Linked DNA regions of Mus musculus: region 1 is linked to region 2. The links are chromatin contacts, called in public Hi-C maps. All regions are on one chromosome and are shown on one strand. Each heading gives the region's core, a stretch centred on a gene start, on an enhancer-like site or on the middle of the called end of the contact. The rest is flanking DNA. Distances are from core to core; before and after follow the strand shown.

Evidence for each region. A called contact is a pair of places that touch in the nucleus more often than the background predicts.
Region 1: a contact with region 2 is called in a Hi-C map of cortical neurons, with 2.2 times the contacts expected there. The contact joins two enhancer-like sites. A contact is called at or near these places in 6 of 484 Hi-C or Micro-C datasets (bone marrow-derived macrophages, cortical neurons, forebrain neurons and 2 more) and 1 of 115 datasets of contacts at active chromatin or transcription factors (a beta-TC-6 cell line).

The regions. Positions count from the first base shown.
Region 1 is chr16:97,142,871-97,146,743 of GRCm38.p6, forward strand. The region is part of intron 1 of Dscam (DS cell adhesion molecule); the gene reads right to left. Among named protein-coding and RNA genes, the nearest start is that of Dscam, 26 kb to the right of the region's middle. Within about 2 kb of position 1,846, at least 14 of the 459 cell types and tissues checked have an H3K27ac peak or open chromatin away from gene starts, as enhancers often do. A contact at or near this core is called in cortical neurons, where this site is marked.
Region 2 is chr16:97,073,103-97,077,207 of GRCm38.p6, forward strand. All of the region lies in intron 1 of Dscam (DS cell adhesion molecule), which reads right to left. Among named protein-coding and RNA genes, the nearest start is that of Dscam, 96 kb to the right of the region's middle. Within about 2 kb of position 2,234, at least 13 of the 459 cell types and tissues checked have an H3K27ac peak or open chromatin away from gene starts, as enhancers often do. A contact at or near this core is called in cortical neurons, where this site is marked.

The sequences.
Region 1 (3,873 bases), core at 596-3,095, 69 kb after region 2:
ATCCCATCAACATGATATGTAGAATTTGTGGCTGACTTTGGGCCAAAGGATTGTCATTGCAGAAGAACAGAGGTAGGGCACTCTGTAATGGCAGAAGCAGAGGGTTCTACATTTCTGACAGCCTGCGTGGGTACTCTTGTGTCAGAGAAGACCGAAAAAGACATTTGCATTTTAGCCTATACCCCGTTTGGCCATCATTAGCCAACACAACTTCCATGCTGAGAAAACATGCCCTTGGCACATCAGGAGCTCCCAAGAACCTCGTATGTTCTACCATAGAATGGGCAGTGTATTCATCTTCAGGGAGAAAAGTCACTCAGGGAACCTGGGAACCTAAGATGCTGTTTTACTAGAGCTTCACTGGGAAGGAAAAGGGCGTGGCATGTCCCAACAAATGAACTCATAGAGCATGAACATATTGGATAGTTTGGTGAGCCAGAATACTGGAACGTTGGGTAGAACACTGGGAACTTCCACAGCAGGCAGATCTGAATTTAGATCCTGGTCCTATTGGTAATCAGTTGTCCCTAACCTCATCTCCCTGGAAAGTCCCTCTCCCTCTCCTGGAGCACCTGTGATTGGGTCTGCTTTCCAAGGAGGATATTGAAAAGGTAATAATAAAAGTGACCAGCACCTGTTAGTTCCCTTTTCTTGGGCATTTCCACAGGTGTTATGACCACTGTACTTCTTTATAATTGTGTCATGAAGTAGAGATCATAGGGACTTAGGTCTTTAACATCATCCCAATGTTGATGATGTGAGGTCACCTCTATGACCCTGAGTAATCCTTTGACTATTTATGATGCAGGACAGGTTTCTGTGACAACTAGAGTTAGGAATTAGAAATTCTAACCCAGGGTCTATCATATAGAAAGAGTTCAGTAGATCAGAACCACTCAAGTTCCATTACCTCAGCAAGGCAGCATGGCTGAGGTCTCCTGAGACCCGAATAGTGTTGTCCTGTAGCTCTCTCCAGTCTGTCATGGAAACAATGTCAGAAGACACAGAAGAAGAAGTTGGATTTAAGAGAAGGATCTGAGTCTAATATGACTTTTGAAAATAATGGAAACTACGGTGCTGCTGGAAGCCACTGTGGTGTGAAGCTTGGACAGAGATTTGAAGGAAGGTCAGTGATCCATCCTGAATTGTTCTGAATTTTGTAATGAAGAACTGGAGACTTCGAGGGCTGGAAGTCTGTCCCTAAGTACAAAAGGGGTGAGGGGCACTGATCATCTCCATGACAGAGGAGAAGGGGGTGCTATTCACACCCACTTCTGAGGCCATAGCAGCTTCTCAGGAAGCAGAGTCCTCACCCGCCATTACTACTGAAGTCACACTGCAAGGTGTCTCTAGAACAAACTTGCTTTCTTTCTCATTTCAAGAACGCTGGTGTGTGTGCGTCAAATGTGCAACCAATATTACTGAGCATTCGGACATTGCTTTTCCAAGGATATAACCAGACTCCACAGAGGAGAAGAATATTCAAAACAGAACTCTACAGGCAGCTTCCAGCCCTGCTCCGTTGTGACTTTTTATCTGATGCAAGTGATATTTGGAGCCTTTTAAAAGACACTCTCTTCATCTCCTCAGTGGGTTAAAGATTGAAATCTGGGACAGCCAAATAATGGGTTATCCTTACTTAAAGACACAGAGTAAATTAGGTCTTAAAAAGAAAAAAAAAAAAACTGGTACCAACAATTAGGAATGCATACTTCCTGTTTCTAAGCAATTTCAGGTTTAATTAGGATTCTCTAAGCCCCATTTGTCTTAACAATTTGACAGCTCTGGCTTCCCCTTCTACACCCACTCTTCTCCTTATTCATACTCTTTCCCCATTTGTAGTATTTTATTCCACACAAACGCCAGGAGGGAAAGGGAAGCCAGAAGCCAGCATGAGTGCAGATTGCAACGCTCTTTTCTTCCCTGGAACGCGCCACTTTCAAAGCACCTATGATAAAAGGTTATTTCCCCCTGACTGACAATGATCTCTAAGCTAATTATTAAAGTGTCTTACTAAAATGTGTGTGTTTGGGAAGCTTCCAAGGGAGGCTGCCTCGAAACTCCTTGGAGGAAGAATATGACATCACAGGGGTAATGCGCAGGAGAGCACCCGTTTGTCCGTTTAAATTAGCTTCATCATCCATAACAAGAGTTTAAAAGGCAGAAGAGCAAGAACCATGCATAATGCACTGTGCGTAATGCATAACGCACTGTGTCACGGTGCATAATAATCAGCCCAGCTCGCTCCTGCCACCCAGCCTCCCAAGACTTCTAAATCTCTTCCAGTAAGCATTTTGTGAGAAAGGCTTTGATAAAAAATGCCATTTAGGGACTTTCAAATTTACAGCCAGGCAATTTGTCATCATTTAGAGGAGCAAGAAGAAGGAAAACGGAATATCACACTCTCATTTCCCAAACCTCCCAGTAGTAAGAGCTGCTGGCTTCACTGTGGAAGAGTGCTTGCCTTCCTTAAGGGACTGAATGCAGGTGAGCCTGCCCTGCCTGCTGGGTGAGTATTCTTTTACAAATAGGACAAAGTCTTTAGTCACATACGTTTATATAAATTCAACTTGTTGGCCATTGCTAACCAGTGTGTGTGTGTGTGTGTGTGTGTGTGTGTGTGTGTGTGTGTGTATTTAAAACTAACCACTTGGGATTGGCTAACCTATCTGGGAGCTTGTGCCAGGAGAAGGCAGATTCTTCCCTTCTCAGTAGTCATTGGTTGCCTGTAGTTCTTGATCTAAGGGTAGTGTCTTATGAGATTTCCCCTATCTATGTTGTGATGTCACCTGGCATCACTGTGAAGAAACTTGAGAAAGAATGGGAAGCATGCAGGAAAAGTTGGAGCAGGGAGAGGGTGGAATGGAAATAAACGATGTAAATACATTATTCGTGTGTGACATTCTCAAAAAGAACAACAAAATAAATGTTTAAAGTCACTTAAGACATTTATCTAACTAACGTTTAAGGCTCCTCACAACTTCTTAGAATAGGCAGTTAGCCAAAGGCTTAGACATAAGTCATTGGCTAGTCTTCTGTCTCCAACTCTCACCAGAGGCTGGAGGGAAGACAAAGACTATTGACAATATCTCTCATGAAAAAAATAATATTTAGAATATGGAATAAAATGTAAGATAGTACTAACTGTCCATAAAGTACCAGTGAACTCAGAATGAAACAAGAGGTTCTTTGGAATGAGGTTTAGTTCATTTTAAATTGAGCATATCTTCATTTTATAAGAAAGAGATTTTCATAGGTTGAATAAGATTTAGTAAATCATTATCCATAGAGTTACAAAGAGAGCTGAAGACTCCAAGCCTGATAAGACATGCCTGGAGCAGACGTCCAACCATCTGGGGCTTGAATGGAGAAAGACCATGGCCCCAGGTTAATTGTACAAGAAAAGTCTAACAGATAACAGAAAGCTGAGTATTAGGAGCCTGGTTAGAAAGGGTTAACATGAGTGATTTAATTATTGAATGATTAATGAAGTCTAAAAGGCAAATTCAAGTGACCAGAAAAATTGTCTTTCAGCTAATTTAACATTTTGCTATAATTGAACACAGATCGCCTCAAAGCACAGCTGTGGTTTGCACCCAGAATGGAACACTTTGCAAACACATGGATCTCTCCCAGATGACAGGAGTAGGCTGTGTCTTCAAGACCACCCTCTGGACCACCTTAGAAGAGACTGAGTCCTGGACAAGAAAGGGCAATGTGAATGGCTGTGTGCATCTCCAGTAGAGCTGTCATTACCCATTCGGCCAGGAATTAAGGAACACACAGCTAATGCCATCAAGTTGTAAACTGCAGAAACTTCTAAGTAGAATCAATACCACTGGGGAGGAACCCTATGGGCTACATTGTTGGGTT
Region 2 (4,105 bases), core at 984-3,483:
AGTGATGCCAGTGCATTAGGAAACTTCATAAGGCTGCAGAATGAGCACCAGGAAACACACAGTGTGCCTAGACAAACACAAAACCTTATGAGAATCTTAGAGCCTTGCCTACAATGTAGTTTGCAAACAGTCAGAGCTATTCTAGCTGCTGAGTTGGGCAAGACTGAATAGCTGCCCTCTGGGGATGTCTCTTATGTGTCAAGACTATGCTATTCTCCTGGTGTCTCTTACAGAGATCTCGGATTACTCTTTTCTTAAATTGAGATGGAAAATCTGCAGGAACTTTGGTCTGGCATTGTTGTAATGACACAGAGCTGGGATTTGGTTCAAGGTCTTCATTTAAGTACATCTTCAATTCTGTGTTTAACCTTAGGCTGTTTGAGAAGAGAGAGAGAGAGAGAGAGAGAGAGAGAGAGAGAGAGAGAGAGAGAGAGAGAACATGCTCAAGGGCCGGCTTAGGAAGGAGGGCAGAGACCACATGCATTTGCATCCTTGCTAAAATCCCCTCCTGACACTATGTTTGGTTATTCTACCAGACATGTCTAACTGCAGGCTCGTGGGCCCCATGCAGCTGAGGTTAGCCACAAATGTAGTTCATGGCAAGATCGTGAACATTCTTAAAATGTTATGAGATTTCTTGGCAATTTGTTTGTAACTAAAGAGCCCACCATGAGCTTTATAGATGATGTCTAACACCAACCGGCTGTCACAGAGACAGAAGAAGCCTGAATACATGCCCAACAGTGCTACAGAATAATTACATAACAGCTAAAGGGTCCAGCAAGTTTGAGGGAAGCCTGTGCTAGACTACAAGTGACATCTTATCTCAAAACAAAACCCAAAAAGAAAATCTGAGATGGCTCATCTGTCTAGTGCTCACCACTTAAGCACCAGTACCTGAGTTCTAACCAATCCCTGCACCCACTCAATGTTGAGTATTCCTTGTTGCGTAACATTGATCTCTGGCTTCCACAGGCAAACACATACACACACACACACACACACACACACACACACACACACAGGCTGCTACTTTCCTTTTTAATCCACTATGTTTACACAAACTAAGGCTCTATAGTATGTTCTTCCACTAGAGCAAATAAAATAAAATAAAATAACATAAAATAAAATAAAATAAAATAAAATGAAGCAAAATAAAATAAAGCAAAATAAAATAAAGCAAAATCTACCAAGGAATGTCTTTGACTCCAGCATTTGTCCCTTTTCTTCTTGTTATTATTGTTCTGTAGAATCTACATTATCTACTTCTGAGTAGGTCTCAGTATTAGAATTATGATCAAGGATGAAAGCAACCAAACCAGGAATCATGCTTTTCAGAGTACCTTCTTCCTCCAGGTCTGAATCCAAAGCAAAAGTATCACACATTCAAAGGCACGGTGGCATCAAAGGTAACTTACAGTCACACTGTGTTTCCTTGGAGAGATCGGATCTCAGTTGGAATTCACTGATTTCGACATATCTGCTGAATCACACAAGTTTATCTAAAGAAGGAAGGATCCTACTACCCTGCCGTGAGGTATCGGAATGGATCTCAAACATCCTCCAGGCAACAGGATACTCCATCAACAACCCTAGAATCTGTGAGATGAGGCATGGGCTGTACTAATCAGAGGCACTGCAGCCACCCAAGACATTTCCTCATACTTAAAACCTCCTTGTCATTCATGGAAGAGGCCAGCTGTCCAGCTCCCCACCCCACCACCCCTATCCCTAACCACACAGGGAAAGCTCATAAAGAAGCCTATTATCCCATGGAAATTTTAGTTGATTTGGATTTGACACATTTGAAGGAATGTGACAGAGACACATCTTTTCAGGAAGGTTGGGTTGGCCTGGAATTCTTCAGAACATGTTTAAGGAAAATACGACTTTTAAAACATTCCCTCACTGATAACTTTTGAAAACCAAATTAAGCTGTACTGCCTGGAAGTAACTACTGGCATATTTCAAATTAAATCAACTCAGGATTACCCATTTTCAAGAGAGAGCAAGAAGATATCACCAGGCACAGTATTTGTAGAACTTTAGTGAAAATCTCTCCTTGAGGAGATAGACAAAACTGAGATGCTACCATAAGGAACCCCTGCGACCCTTCAGGGAATGCCCCAGAGCCAGAGTAGGTATGTGGCCCATCTCTCTCTCCATGGCTATTTGCACGTAAGTGAGATCTGCAGTGAGATATTGTTAGAGTGTTGCTAAGGCAACAGGACTGCAGGAGATGATGAAATAGGAACCAGAATCCACACTGCTCCAGAGCCTATGTCACCAATGTCTCATCTGTATACAAGGGGTGCTTAAAGAATCTTATTGAAAATGCCATGCATACAACTAGCTTAGGTGTTGTGTGGTTCCTCTTCACTGACAAGTCGACAAGATTTAGCATCACCATAGAAACACATCTCTGTGTATGAGGGTATTTTCTGAAAGGTTTAAATGAGCAGAGAAGACCCATACTAAATGTGAGCTAGTCCTTTCCCATGGGCTGGGCTTTGGCCTGAATCAAAAGGAGAAAGCGATCTGAGCACTAATTCATTTCTCTCTGCTGCATGACTACAGATGACCTCACACTCCTGCTACCATGATAGACACACTGCACCACGTGATTTAGAATAGACCTTCCTACCTTAAGCTGCTTTTCGTCAGATATTACATCACATCAACTGGAAAGTAACTGAAAAATACCAGTAGGATTGGTGCTGTTCAATATAAATGCCATCACAACCAGTCTTTAGAAAATTAACCTATGACCCCCCCAGGCCATGAACACAGGATTATTTGCATGGCAGTATATAAAGACTGATTCTATTCAGTTAAAAATGTCAAAATAACAACTAGTTTGACACCTTTGTTTAACATAGAAGGCCAGAAATTTGGAGAATGCCAAAGGCCACATAAAAACACCTCAGTGAGTAGAAAAAATGGTGACTGTTGTTATCTTGAATGTTCTGAAGAAGTTCTCCATGGGAACTGTGAACTACCCCACTGCACTTCTGAAGAGACATGGGACTAGACTGGCTCTTGATTTGTTTTATTTGGCATTCGGCCACCTAAACTACCAGTACAATATTAACAGGAGGTGGTGCTGACTAAATTCTGTAGTACATACTCCTCAGTGTTTTGTGTGAACTCATCTGGTTCATGAAGCAGGAGCATTTCATTTCTTATGGCAGAAGGGAAAGCAGATGCCAGAGAGGGGCACAATATACCTCATGGGAATAGAGAGTGTATGAACTTGCTCGATCACTCTGACAAAACACCACAGAATCTCACGGTTTCAACCACAGAGATGTATTTTCCTTTACTTTTGGCACAGTTTCAAGACCAAAGTATTGCAGTGTGTGTCTGTATGTGTGTGTTTGTGTGTGTGTCTCTGCGTGTGTGTCTGTGTGTATGTCTACATCCTGATCTCCATTCTCATAATTACATAGCAATGTTCAATTAAGACATACCTTAATAATCTCTTTTGATTTGATCACCCCTTTTAAGGTGATCCTCAATATATGCACACTCTAAGGCACCTGAGTTTATGGTTTCAACTTAATGAAATTTGGAGGGAGAAATTTATTCTTTTAACAGAAAGAAACAAAGTCAGTCAAGAACTATTCTGAGATGATGGTAGTGAAATTATGGAGACAGTATGGTGACTCCTCTGTTTGGAAAGACTGAGTGTTTTCACATGGCCCTTTGGACCTTAAGATGTCCATGTGAGGCAGATGTTGCCTTCATGTATGATAGGATGCTCTGCCAATTAGGTCTCCCAGCACTGAAGGCTTTGCAAGGATGTTTCCAATGAACAGGCAAAGTCAAGGGCCTTAGAGCTTGATTCAGCAATGTCTAGGTTCTCATGCTTTCCTAGTAAGATGCAGAGAATAATGAAGATGAGATGCACCCTCAGCTTTAAAATAGACATCATTTCTACGAACTCATCTCCTCAGAGACTCTTCTTCTAGGGGGATGTGAACAAGGGTCCCGCAATTAATTACATGTTAGCTCTCATTCCCAAAATAGCTCATGCAATTATTGAGACAATTTCAAGTGAACATGCTTCGCAAAATAAGTTACTTTTGCCTCTAAACTAGTTTTA